Regions from separate parts of the Sus scrofa genome. Here region 2 is linked to region 1. The links are chromatin contacts, called in public HiChIP or PLAC-seq maps. All regions are on one chromosome and are shown on one strand. Each heading gives the region's core, a stretch centred on a gene start, on an enhancer-like site or on the middle of the called end of the contact. The rest is flanking DNA. Distances are from core to core; before and after follow the strand shown.

The links. HiChIP or PLAC-seq counts read pairs in DNA pulled down with a chosen protein or histone mark.
Region 2: a contact with region 1 is called in an H3K27ac HiChIP or PLAC-seq map of alveolar macrophages. The contact joins two enhancer-like sites. A contact is called at or near these places in 1 of 47 Hi-C or Micro-C datasets (skeletal muscle) and 1 of 2 datasets of contacts at active chromatin or transcription factors (alveolar macrophages).

What each region holds. Positions count from the first base shown.
Region 1 is chr1:24,617,681-24,623,449 of Sscrofa11.1, forward strand. No RefSeq gene overlaps it. Among named protein-coding and RNA genes, the nearest start is that of CITED2, 540 kb to the right of the region's middle. Within about 2 kb of position 2,406, at least 4 of the 83 cell types and tissues checked have an H3K27ac peak or open chromatin away from gene starts, as enhancers often do. A contact at or near this core is called in alveolar macrophages, where this site is marked.
Region 2 is chr1:25,101,687-25,107,455 of Sscrofa11.1, forward strand. No RefSeq gene overlaps it. Among named protein-coding and RNA genes, the nearest start is that of CITED2, 51 kb to the right of the region's middle. Within about 2 kb of position 3,230, at least 3 of the 83 cell types and tissues checked have an H3K27ac peak or open chromatin away from gene starts, as enhancers often do. A contact at or near this core is called in alveolar macrophages, where this site is marked.

The DNA.
Region 1 (5,769 bases), core at 1,156-3,655:
CAGGATCTGCTGATCTTGGATATAGGTCTCTGCAGGAGCTTCCAAATGTGTCTTTGTTTATGTTCTGGGCTCTGGGTTGTTGTGGGGCACAGATCTAAAGAGGAAGGAATTTGTTGCCTCAGTAAAAAAAAAAAAATGTGCAATTAAGATGTGAAAGAAAGGTTAGGTGAAAGAGAACAAAAAGACTGTCTCAGTATATTCAAAAACAAATATTTATGAATTTAAACATCAGCTCTTTCTTTTTAAAAATGTGCATATAGTGGTTAATAAATCCCGATCCTTCCACACCAAATTTAAAAAAAAGCATGGCAATGATGCAAATAATTCAAGTAGAAAGATCACTGGCTCTGGGGCAGAAATGATGTGGTTTTACTTCCCAGCCACACAGTGTGTTATAAATTAGTTGACCTCTCTGAACCTCGGGTTTTGTTTTCTTTAAATATAAATTATAAGGAAATATTAATTATGATGTTTAAATAAAAGAATAAAAAACTAAAGCAACCAGCACAATACCTCTGAAATACGGTTTTGTTCCCTCCTTTCTCTCTTTTCCTTTTTAAAATTATAGACATATTTTTAATAAGACATGACATAACCGATCAAACAACTATCCAGAAAGCACAAGATTTCATTGCAGACATTGGTAGCGTACTCCATACACTACTGGGCATAGAAGAGTTAAATGGGAACACCATTTTTAAATCCCAGAGGGCTGGAGGGAGGAGAGAGGGTAACAGTGGGTTTAATAAAGTTACACAGGCAGAGTCCTGGTGCCTAAGCTCCTCCACCATGTTCCTTCTGAGACTTCCATCAGTCAGGAAGTGATTCTCTTAGTCCAAAGGTGTTTAAATTGCCCTCTTTTGCCCATACTGCCGAACAGGAGGACACCCAGGGCACAATATTCACAAGAAAGAGACCTACATTTCTAGAGATAACATGGAAAGCAAACGAGGCACATGTCACACAGCCTCCTCAGCAACACAGTGTTAAAAGGAAAACATATTAAACCTTGAGCACTTGCAGACGGAAAGGCCAAGAAAGTGATACAAGTAGTAATGAAAAGTTCCAATACCTGGTCAATTCCCATTCACGTACAATGAAATAGAGAAGTACACAAAAGCGCATACACGTGCTCTCCTCCTGCACCACAGGTGTGTGCCTACTGGACAAGGCAGGAAAAGAAACGGACTGTAACAGAACACAGACGGGGTAAGGGTCTTCCCTGCAAGCTCGGTTGAGAGAGATAGATGAGGCATCTCAGAACTTCATCACAGAACATCTTGTATCTGTTATATTTATGCTTGTCAAGTTTATAACATGCACATAATTCTCTTTCATTCTTTCAACCAGGATTTACTCTCTTTTAGCTAGAGGAGGGCATGGGCTTTGTCTTTATTGCTCACTTTTAGACTTGGCAAGTAGATGCTCAACAAATATTTTCTGAATGAATTTATGAACTTTTCCAGGTCTAAAGAAGACTTCCATTTTAGATAAACAGTTACAAGAGAGTATGTTAATGGACAAGAGAGTGAGATCATGGAGTACTATAAGGTCAAGAGTAGGGGAACTTATGGAGTTCCCTGGCGGCCTAGCAGGTTAAGGATCCTGCTGTCATCACTCTGGTCACTATTGTGGCACAGGTTTGATCCCTGGCACAGGAACTTCCCATGCCTCGGGCAGCCACATAGGTGAGCTTAGCCCAATAGATGGGGTTATTCCATATTATGGAGTCAGTGATTTACGTTTAATCCTTTTCTGGTTTTCTGTATTCATTTATTAAAGATTTCCTTAGGTTTTGGTTTTATGAATATATAATCACTTTCTCTTATCCAATAGAGTCAAGACTTTGATATTCAGAAGAACCCAAACCCCTTTTGATAGCAGATTCCTTTTTAGAGCACTATCTTAATCAGGCCTATTTCTGTATGGTCTTGCTCCAGCCAACTGAAAGATGGCACATTCTGTAGGTTAACCCTATAGACTGTTGAGCAGTATCTCTGTGAAAGACATAGATATTGGTTATATTTATACAGGTATCTACACTAGGGTGGAAGTGAGCAAATCTCCCTCTTCTATATATTAATATCAATCAATAATTTATGAATTTACTTAAATTGACCTTACACTAATTTATGTTTTCAGCCTTCTGGGCAATGAGTTCCATGCCATCATTCCTTTTTCTCCTAAATAATAAATTTCATTTGTGTTAGAATTCACCACAAGCAATTCAGCAGAACATCATTAGCCTTCTACAAAATACCATAAGACTAAAATGTTATCTTCACTAACATAAAGACTTTGACTTTTTCTAAAATTTAAATTTTATCTACTTCTTTCCCCTTTGGCATGACCTTACAAAGAACCATGATGGTTCATCTGTCATGATTTCCTCCTACAGAAACCACATTTTTTTCCCCATTAGGTCATGCATGTTAACCACTAAACAACTGCCTCATCACAACTTCCAGTGGGTGGAGAAGGGACGAAAGGGAAAAATACCAGTTTCCTTACAGAAAGAAATTTCACTAACAATCCCGCAACTTTCCTTCTATTTGTAACAAAAATGTAACAATCTAGTCCCTAACACCCAAACTACTTTTTATTATTAAAATACATGCCAATATACATATGCCAAAACCCACAGGAGGTCCAACAGCAAGAGTGAACCCTAATGCAACCTAAGGCTTTGGGTGAAAATGACCTGTCAATGTAGGTTCATCAGTTGTAACAAATGGTACCACTCTGGTGGAGGACGCTCTGGGAGGCTGAGGTGACACCGTGTATGCAGTGGGCTATGGGAACTCTCTGTAGTTCCCATTCAATTTTCTTGTGAACTTAAACTGCTCTAAACAAAAAAAAAAAAAAAAAAAAATTAAGTCTACAAAAAAAAAAAAATCTGCACAGAAATAAACACCAGACTCTAATCAAAATACTTTATGTGTTTTACTAAAATTAATTTATGTAATCCTCATGAGCGATATGAGAACTTATGAGACCTTATGAGACCTTATCAGAAAGATAGTAATACCATTTTTCCCTTTTTGATGATGAGGAGACTGTAGCAAAGAAAGACTACGTCATCTGAATGACACAACTGAAGAGTGTCAAAATTGCTACCTGGCTACAGTCTATACATCTCATTACTCAGCTGGGTTACTTTTCAATCATATCAAATAAAGTCTCTGGCCACACATTCCTCCCTTCCACCCTGAGCACATTTCTTTCTATAACTAGCTGGGCAGCTGTGGGTGATTTCATAGAAGCATTGTCTACTTCATAGCAATATATGTTTTTAAAGTCTCTGCCTGTATCACTCTTAAGGATAAGCCTCATAAGTAAAACGGGAAGTGAAAGAGTTCCTAATGGTTTTCTTGGTAAAGATGAATGTGAGGAGTCATTTGAGTTTTTCATTTGCATCACAGCCATCAGATTGCCTCATTGATGCTTTGGCTAGCTTCCCAATTTTGAAGTATTTCACAAGTTTGTATATACTGACTTTTCAGTTTATTGCCTTGGTTAACCCATGGTTATTTGGGGAAGGTTTTTATTTTCTTCATATTTTCTGTTTTGATGACCTGTGTCACTTCTAAAAACAGGAAAGAAACAAAATTTTTAAAAAGCTTAGTCAATAGTGAAATACCTACATTGTTTAGAAAACTGCAGTGATGTAGAGGAGAAAAGAATTTTCAAATGACATAGTGTTTGTTCCCAAAGTTCAACTTCCTTACTGAAAAGTTAATTTTATGAAAATGATTTTAACAAATATCTGAATATGTCATATGTTCTGAATATACACCATCCATATACATAAAAAGTTACTTTATAGTAAGAGTTGTTTCGGTATAAGAAGAGTCTTAGAGGATACAAATGAACTTGGAGGAATTAGTAATACTTTGAGAAAAATGCAGAAATAACATCGAGTTAAAGAGGTCACTGAAATCTGTCTTTGGTGGAAATAGGGTATCTAAAAGGAATATTGCAATACCTGCTGGCAGCTTTTAAAAATATTGATTGCTGAAATTGAAAAATGTCAACAAGTATGGAAGGAACAAAATCTACTTCACAAATAAAATCTGTCAAGATGACCAATTGTTTTGTATCTTTTTTCTATACTTTACTATATTTATAGTGTATTTATATACTATATATCTATATCTATATTTAAGTATAAAAATAAAACAGTACAAAGAATGTTTAAATATAAAAAGGAAACTGGCAAATTCAGAATATAATATAATTGACCATTAAAGTAGAAATGGCTTCTCTAACCAGAAAAATGAATAAGGAAATGAATAAGGAAATAATTTGCATTCTCTATGCATGTCATTTTTTTTTTTTCTTTTTTGGCTGCCCTGTAGCATATGGAGTTCCCAGGCCTGGGATCAGATCAGAGCCGCAGTTGTAGCCTACACCTGAGTCCAGGGATTGAACTATGCTGGGCCAGGGATTGAACCTGAGTCTCAGTGCTATAGAGCAGTTGCCAATTCTGTTGCACCAGAGCAGGAACTCCTCTCTATGAATTTCTTTACAAAGAAAATGTAGAAAATTTAATTGAAATAATGCTGGTCTTTGATGCTGACATTTACAAAAGAGAAAAATACAGAAATAATGTATTCATAGACAGTCTCAGAATACCCACAGCGGATGCATTGTTTTCTCAGGTTGCATAACTACTTTGAAAGATTTATTTTCTGTGTCATCAATGCAGAATTTTTGGCACTACCAGGATACTTCACCATTTGGCCCTGCAGACTCCAAGCAAGCCTGGAGTGTGCCAATTGGTTGGTGGGTTTTCAAAACCATTGTGATCTCTGCTGAGTTACCCCACTAGCCTTAGAAGAGTCTAATCCACATGTCACATTCCAGCTGTTTGCTTATTTGTTTTTAATCTCAATCTAGTTTAGTTGGAATAAGGTGAGTCAGCTTGCATGCATGTCAGCTGACATTTGTGTCATGGAAACTGATTAAAGGGATTGGACTTGAAATTGAAAAGATAAGAATGCGATTTAATGGGCCTTGTATGAACTGTGTTTTGTTTTTGTTCTTCCCTCCCCTTCTTCCCATGTAAACAAATTCCTTGAATTTTAAACTAAGAATCTTAATCTTCAGCACTTAAAGAGCCTTTCTTCTGTGAGGCACAGATTGATTTGGGAGGTAGGCAGTATCTGATCTCCAGAATGGATCTCTCATCATTATCATTATCATCATCAGGATAGCACTTACTATGTGCCAGCTAGTAGCCAAAGTGCTTCCATATATGACTTCATTTCATCATGGAACCTCCCCTATGGATCTGGTACTGTGCTTTTTTTGCCATTTTATTATGAGGAAATAGACACCAAGGTTCAAATGACTTTTCTGGAAACATTAAGCTAAGAAGGGGCACAGACAAGATGCAGATACAGACACAGTCACAGACACAAAAAAGCTAACAATAGAGACCCTCTATACTACCCCACAACATGAACTACAAGTATGAAATTGTCCATTCACTCAACAAGGTGAAAATAATAGTACTTTTGGAGGCGGAGCAAGATGGTGGAGGAGTAAGAGGTCACCGCACACCTTCTCCCACAAACACATCAAAAAAACACATCTGCCTGTAAAACTACTCACACAGAACATGAACTGAATGCTGGCAGAAGAACTTAAACCTCCAAAAAGGGCAAGAAACTCTTGACACAACTGGGTAGAATGCAAAAAAAAAGAGAAAGAAAAGCAATCAGGAAGGGACTAGCACTCCCTAGAGGGAGTCCTGAAGGAGAAAAG
Region 2 (5,769 bases), core at 1,980-4,479, 480 kb after region 1:
GGTTTGAACAGAGAGCTACTAGGCAACAGCCTCACACCTAAGCAAAATGCTGGCCACTGGCCCTGAGCCTGGGCTTGGCCAAGGGCAGGTGCAGACAACTGACACAAGGAGCCTTCTCTCAGAGATAAGACAGCCCCTGCAGAAATCCCATTACCAGAGTGCTTCTGAGACCTTTAGATTGAAAAGTATGTGCAAATATCCATTAAAAATGGAGAGCACCCAACCACAAGCATCATCATCATCATCTTCACTGTCATCATCATTGCCATGTCTACTGCTACCTGTGCAGCCTGAAAATAGCAGGACTTTTGTCCTTCTACAGAGACTTGGAGTCCAGCCAAATACCTTTGAGGGCTAGAGCAACTGCAGGTCACAGACCTTTGCACACAGGCTGAGTGACTGGATGAGGGCCAGAAAATTCTCTACTTTTGTTTCCTCTACCTGGTAGAATAAGAACACCATGCTGCATTGGTAAAGACCACTGCTATGCCTCTTCCCTTTCCAAAAGAGAGGTTAACATCATTATTTTGGAAACATGACATTTTTCACATTCATGAGTTGGGCTGGGTTTTGTTTTGCTGGGGTTGTTTCCTGTATAATGATTATTCACATACACCTGATTAACCACCTGTCAAATTAAAAGTCAAGGGCTTCCCGTCAAGAATTTTGAGGATTTATTTTTTCCACCACAGAGGCCTCATCAGGAGTTCCTGTTAGAACCAGCTGGATTGCCACAGCTGACTGCATGTTCACAACTGCCTCCACAGTCCTTTACACAACACTTCCAAGAGTCCAGGCAGGTACATGGGAAGTCTGATTCCACTGTGGGATATTTAGTTCACCTTCGTTGAGAAAATGGGCTCATCTCTCTCCCACTCGGGTACAGTGTGTCACAGTAACACCTATTCTAGCAACTTCAGTGAGGTTTATTTGCTCAGTCAGAAGCTTGACCTGCTGTGGATCACACATTGCCCTCTACAAGTTAATTGGTAATGCCAAAATTGTGCCTAATAATGGATTTTTAGTAAGCTTTAAAGAAATACAATAAAGTGAAGCAGCTATATTGAAACAGTCATATAAACTCTAGTCAGGCAATGAGATCTTGCTGTACAGCACAGGGAACTATATCCGGTCACTTGTGATGGAACATGATGGAGGATAATGTGAGAAAAAGAATGTATGTATATATGTATGACTGGGTACTTTGCTGTATAGTAGAAATTGAGGGAACACTGTAAATGAACTGTAATGGAAAAAATAAAAATCAAAATAAATAAATAAATACATAACTCTAGTCAGTATATTTGGTTTCTCCATTATTCCTCTTTGGCAAACCAATAGGAATTAAATGTGTGTATATTAAATGGTAATAATTCTTAGGTTAAGTGAAAACTCTATTCATTTCAGTATTTCACTAACGTACAAGCAGTTGACTTTTTAATTCATCTAATTTTTATTACTGATTATGGTAATATATAAAATTATGCTCATCTGTATAAAAACAGATCCATTTAGTTTATCAGTACGTTATACATTTGTAAACTTTATAAAATATGCATGCCCATTTAACAGCATTTTCTGCTATGCTTCACTAGAGAATAAAAATTCTATTTTTGAGAAGCTCCCACTGTGGCACAATGGAATAGACAGCGTCTTGGGAGCGCTGGGACATAGGTTCAATCCCTAGCCTGGCACAGTGGGTTAAGAATCTGGCATTGCAGCAGCTGCAGCTTAAGTTTCAATCCTTGCTTAGGTTGCAACTACAGTGCCAATCCTCCCCTGGCCTGATAACTCTATATGCTGCAGGGTGGCCAAAAAAGGAAGAAAAAAAAAAATCTATTTTTGAAAAGTTGTATTTGTTTACTGATCTTGTCCTCTAGTTTCATAATTTTCTCACCTCCCCAAAAGTTGCCCTCAATAATAAAGAATTTGAAAACATATAACAATGAGGAAACAAATGCATTTATATTTCTTAAATAAAATGAAAATCATACCATCACTTAGAATTTGCTATATGCTAGGAACTGTGCTAAGCATATTATGTCTGTTATCTCTTTTAATCCTCACAACATTCCTACATGTATGCACTATTGGTATTAGACTCACTTCATGCACAAATAATATAAGAGGTAGAGGTAAAGCAAATATTTAAGACCATCCTGATGGTAAGGGGTACAGCTGAGATTTCAGCTACAATTCTGATTGTAGAGTCTTAGCTCTTGGCCCACATATTCCAGTGATAAACTAGTCATCTTTAACTTGTAGGGTATTATGGATCACTCAGAGAATCTGGTTACAGTTAGAGAAACTCTCCTCACCAAAAAAAAAAAAAAAAAAAAAAAAAAAGGTGGGGGGAGTTCCCACCATGGCTCACTGGAAATGAATCTAACTAGCATCCATGAAGACACAGGTTCGATCCCTGGCCTCACTCAGTGGGTTAAGCATCCAGCATTGACGTGAGCTGTGGTATAGGTCGCAGACATGGCTTGGATATGGTATGGCTGCAGCTGTGGTGTAGGCCAGTGGCTACAGCTCCGATTAGACCCCTAGCCTGGGAAGCCCCATATGCCATGGGTGCAGCCATAAAAAAACAAAACAGGAGGTCCCTTCATGGCTCAGTGGTTAACAAACCCAACTAGGATCCATGAGGACGTGGGTTCGATCTCTGGCCTCGCTCAGTGGGTTAAGGATCCGGCGTTGCCATGAGCTGTTGGTGTGGGTTGCAGATGTGGCTTGGATCTGGCATTGCTGTGGCTGTGGTGCAGGCCGGCGACTACAGCTCTGATTCAACCCCTAGCTTGGGAACCTCCATATGCTGCAGATGTGGCTCTAAAAAGCAAAGCAAAGTGAAAAAAAAAAAAAAAAAAAGTACCAAACGCATATACACACTTTCACTCATATAATTTCAGAGGGTCTACAGACCTCCTTGAAGACCATCCAGAGTTTCCTTAGGGTTCTTAAATTCCAAATTATGGAACTCCAATTTAAATATTTCCTTAAGGATCAATGTATGGGAATTTGATTGTTGTTTATTTAAGGAGCTGTGCTGTAGAAATGAAAACATAAAATGAATGTGGAGAAAAAAACCATCTGGAAACTTGAACACTGGAACACCCTAGCAATGACCAGAGCAGTGAGTCAAGAGTTCCAGAGTCCTACCATAAGGGTGTCTGTGTTAGGCTCTTCCAGTTACCAGAGAGAAATGAGGAAGAGGTGGTTGCTGTAAGGATACAAAATGGGGAAAGAACCTCTCAGAAATAAGAACAGGAACTGTGGTTGGGACAGACCTTCCTAAGCATGAAATTGGACCAGAAGATTGAGCAGTTCTGAGACAGCCTTCCAGACCAACACAAGCATGTGGGCTTGAACCTGTGGTCTTCCTCTCCTTATCCACTGTGTTCACTTCTTTCTGACCTGCTTATTCTTTTCTCCAAACCATATATCTCATCCTGCAGGGACTTCTATGCTTAAGGATAACCTCTTAATTTTTGCCAACTCCAGTTTCTGCCTCCTCATCACTTCAGATTGCCATGACTCCTCATAGTTCTAATTTTACCTCAAGGCTCCTCCCCGGTGTCTTTTCAGCTACTATTTCCACCACTAGAATGAATGGGGTTAGCTGCCCCTTTCTTGCAGTATTTCCCAGTTCAAGAGCTTGATTGCAGCTCATGTTTTTTTGTGTATGAGGTCATGCCATGGGTTTTTAACTAGCCTACAGTTTGGATGTGCTTGTGACAGATGCCACCCAATCCAATAAACTGCAACTGGTGGCAAAGAGGGTAAGGGGGCTCTTCTGTGGAAATGAACATGCACCTGCCTGGGTATGCTTTCCTCATTAGAAGATGTGGTTGGGGAACTTTTTGTAGACATGTGTAGGGACAAACTATCCAGTTCATACCTTAGGACAGGCTGGTTGTGTGAGACATCAGTGAGACCTTTCACACTTTGAACTATGTCCACCTATTACTAGGTCCTCCACACCATTAGGTGAGTGTGTGTTTAGACAGGGACTAATGGCAATAGGAGTCTTCACTACCAATGAAAGGCCAGGAATTGGGGGAAATCTCTTGATCTGACACCAACCAGGCATGCCTCTCAGTTCTATGCCATACAGGAGACCTGTGCCAAGCTTGTTGTGCCAAGCTTCTTGTGCCAAGCTTCAGGACACACCATACTTCCTGGCACATTTCACTGGTTGCTCACTGAGCTTTTTAAGGAGGAAGTAGCTTAAAGGGCACTGTGACATATACAGGATAATAGAGCTACAGAGTTAGACAGAACTTTAAACATCACCTATTCTACCCACATATTCTATGGAGAGGAAGGCTGAGTCTGAGAGGAGGAAAGTGCTGAAAGAAAAGCACACAGAGAGCTGGCACTGGGGCCCTGAATGCCAGGTCACTTCTCCCTGCAGCATCCCTGTCCTGTGAGCCACATTGGCTCTTCATTCCCTTACTGTCACTGAGCACTACCATTCTGTAGCAAAACAGAAAAATAGAAAAGCCTGTAAAACATCTCATGCTATAAAGATTCAATCCCAATTTGTCTATATCTATAGGGTCTCTCTAACCATAGATAGATAATTTATCTGAAATAATCCTAGAAGACTCACCGTGTCATTATTAGACATGTGAGTTGACCTCTATTTCTTCTTCTGAGAAATAGCAATTCATTATGCACCCATGATTTATATAACAAATACAAACTGTATATCTGCTATGTTCCAGGCTCTGAGTATAAAATGATGTTGAACAACTGTCTTGTTCCTCAAAGAGCATTTACACTCTAGTAGGGTTGTGTAAGAGAACTTACACCCAAGGGAGAGGGAGGCAAATGAGGAAGAGGATCAGGAAAAACTTTCCAGATGGATACTTGAAGTTCAAAGGCACAGGTAGAGAAGGAGTTAACCAGGCAAGGACTGAGGCTGAGCACTGCACAACTGGGGAAGATGTGCAGTATGACTCAAGCATAGAGCACAAGGGGAAGATAGGGTGGGATCGGGAGGAGATGAGGCTAGTAAGTAAGCAGGGTCCTGGTGACAACTTCACATACCATCCCCTCTCTTTACCTATTGGCCATGAGTTACACAACCAGATTTGTACTACAGAAAAATTATTGTAATGGCTATATGGGGAATGTCCATCAAGAGCTTAAGACTGGAAGCATGCTGCAGTAACCTGCTGCAGTAATTTAGGAGTGATGATGGTATCATGACTTGCAGCAGAAGGAAGTAGGCATATTCCAGGAATTTTTAAAAGATATCACTTGAAGTGTTTGGAGGTTGACTAGAGGCCATGGGAAGTGAAGGATGAGATGGGAGAGGAGGAACAGAGGCTACAGCCACACTCCTCCTGACCTGGGTAGGGGGATACAGGCACTAGTAGGTTAGATTTGGGACACTTGAGTACAGTTCTGGTGAAACAGCCAACATAAAACTCCTACAGGAAACCGTACAGTAGAACCACAGTTCAAAAGACAGTTTGAGGAGTTCCCAATGTTGCGCAGCAGAAACGAATCCGACTAGTATCCATGAGGATGCAGGTTCAATCCTTGGCCTCGCTCAGTGGGTTAAGGATCTGGCATTGCCATGAGCTGTGGTATAGGTCACAGATGTGGCTTGGATGTAGCGTTGCTGTGGCTGTGGCATAGGCTGGTAGCTATAGCTCCAATTCAATTTGACCCCTGGCCTGGGAACTTCCATATGCCTCAAGTGTGGGCCTTAAAAAAAAAAAAAAAAAAAAAAAAAGGCAAAAGAGAGTTTGGCCAGGA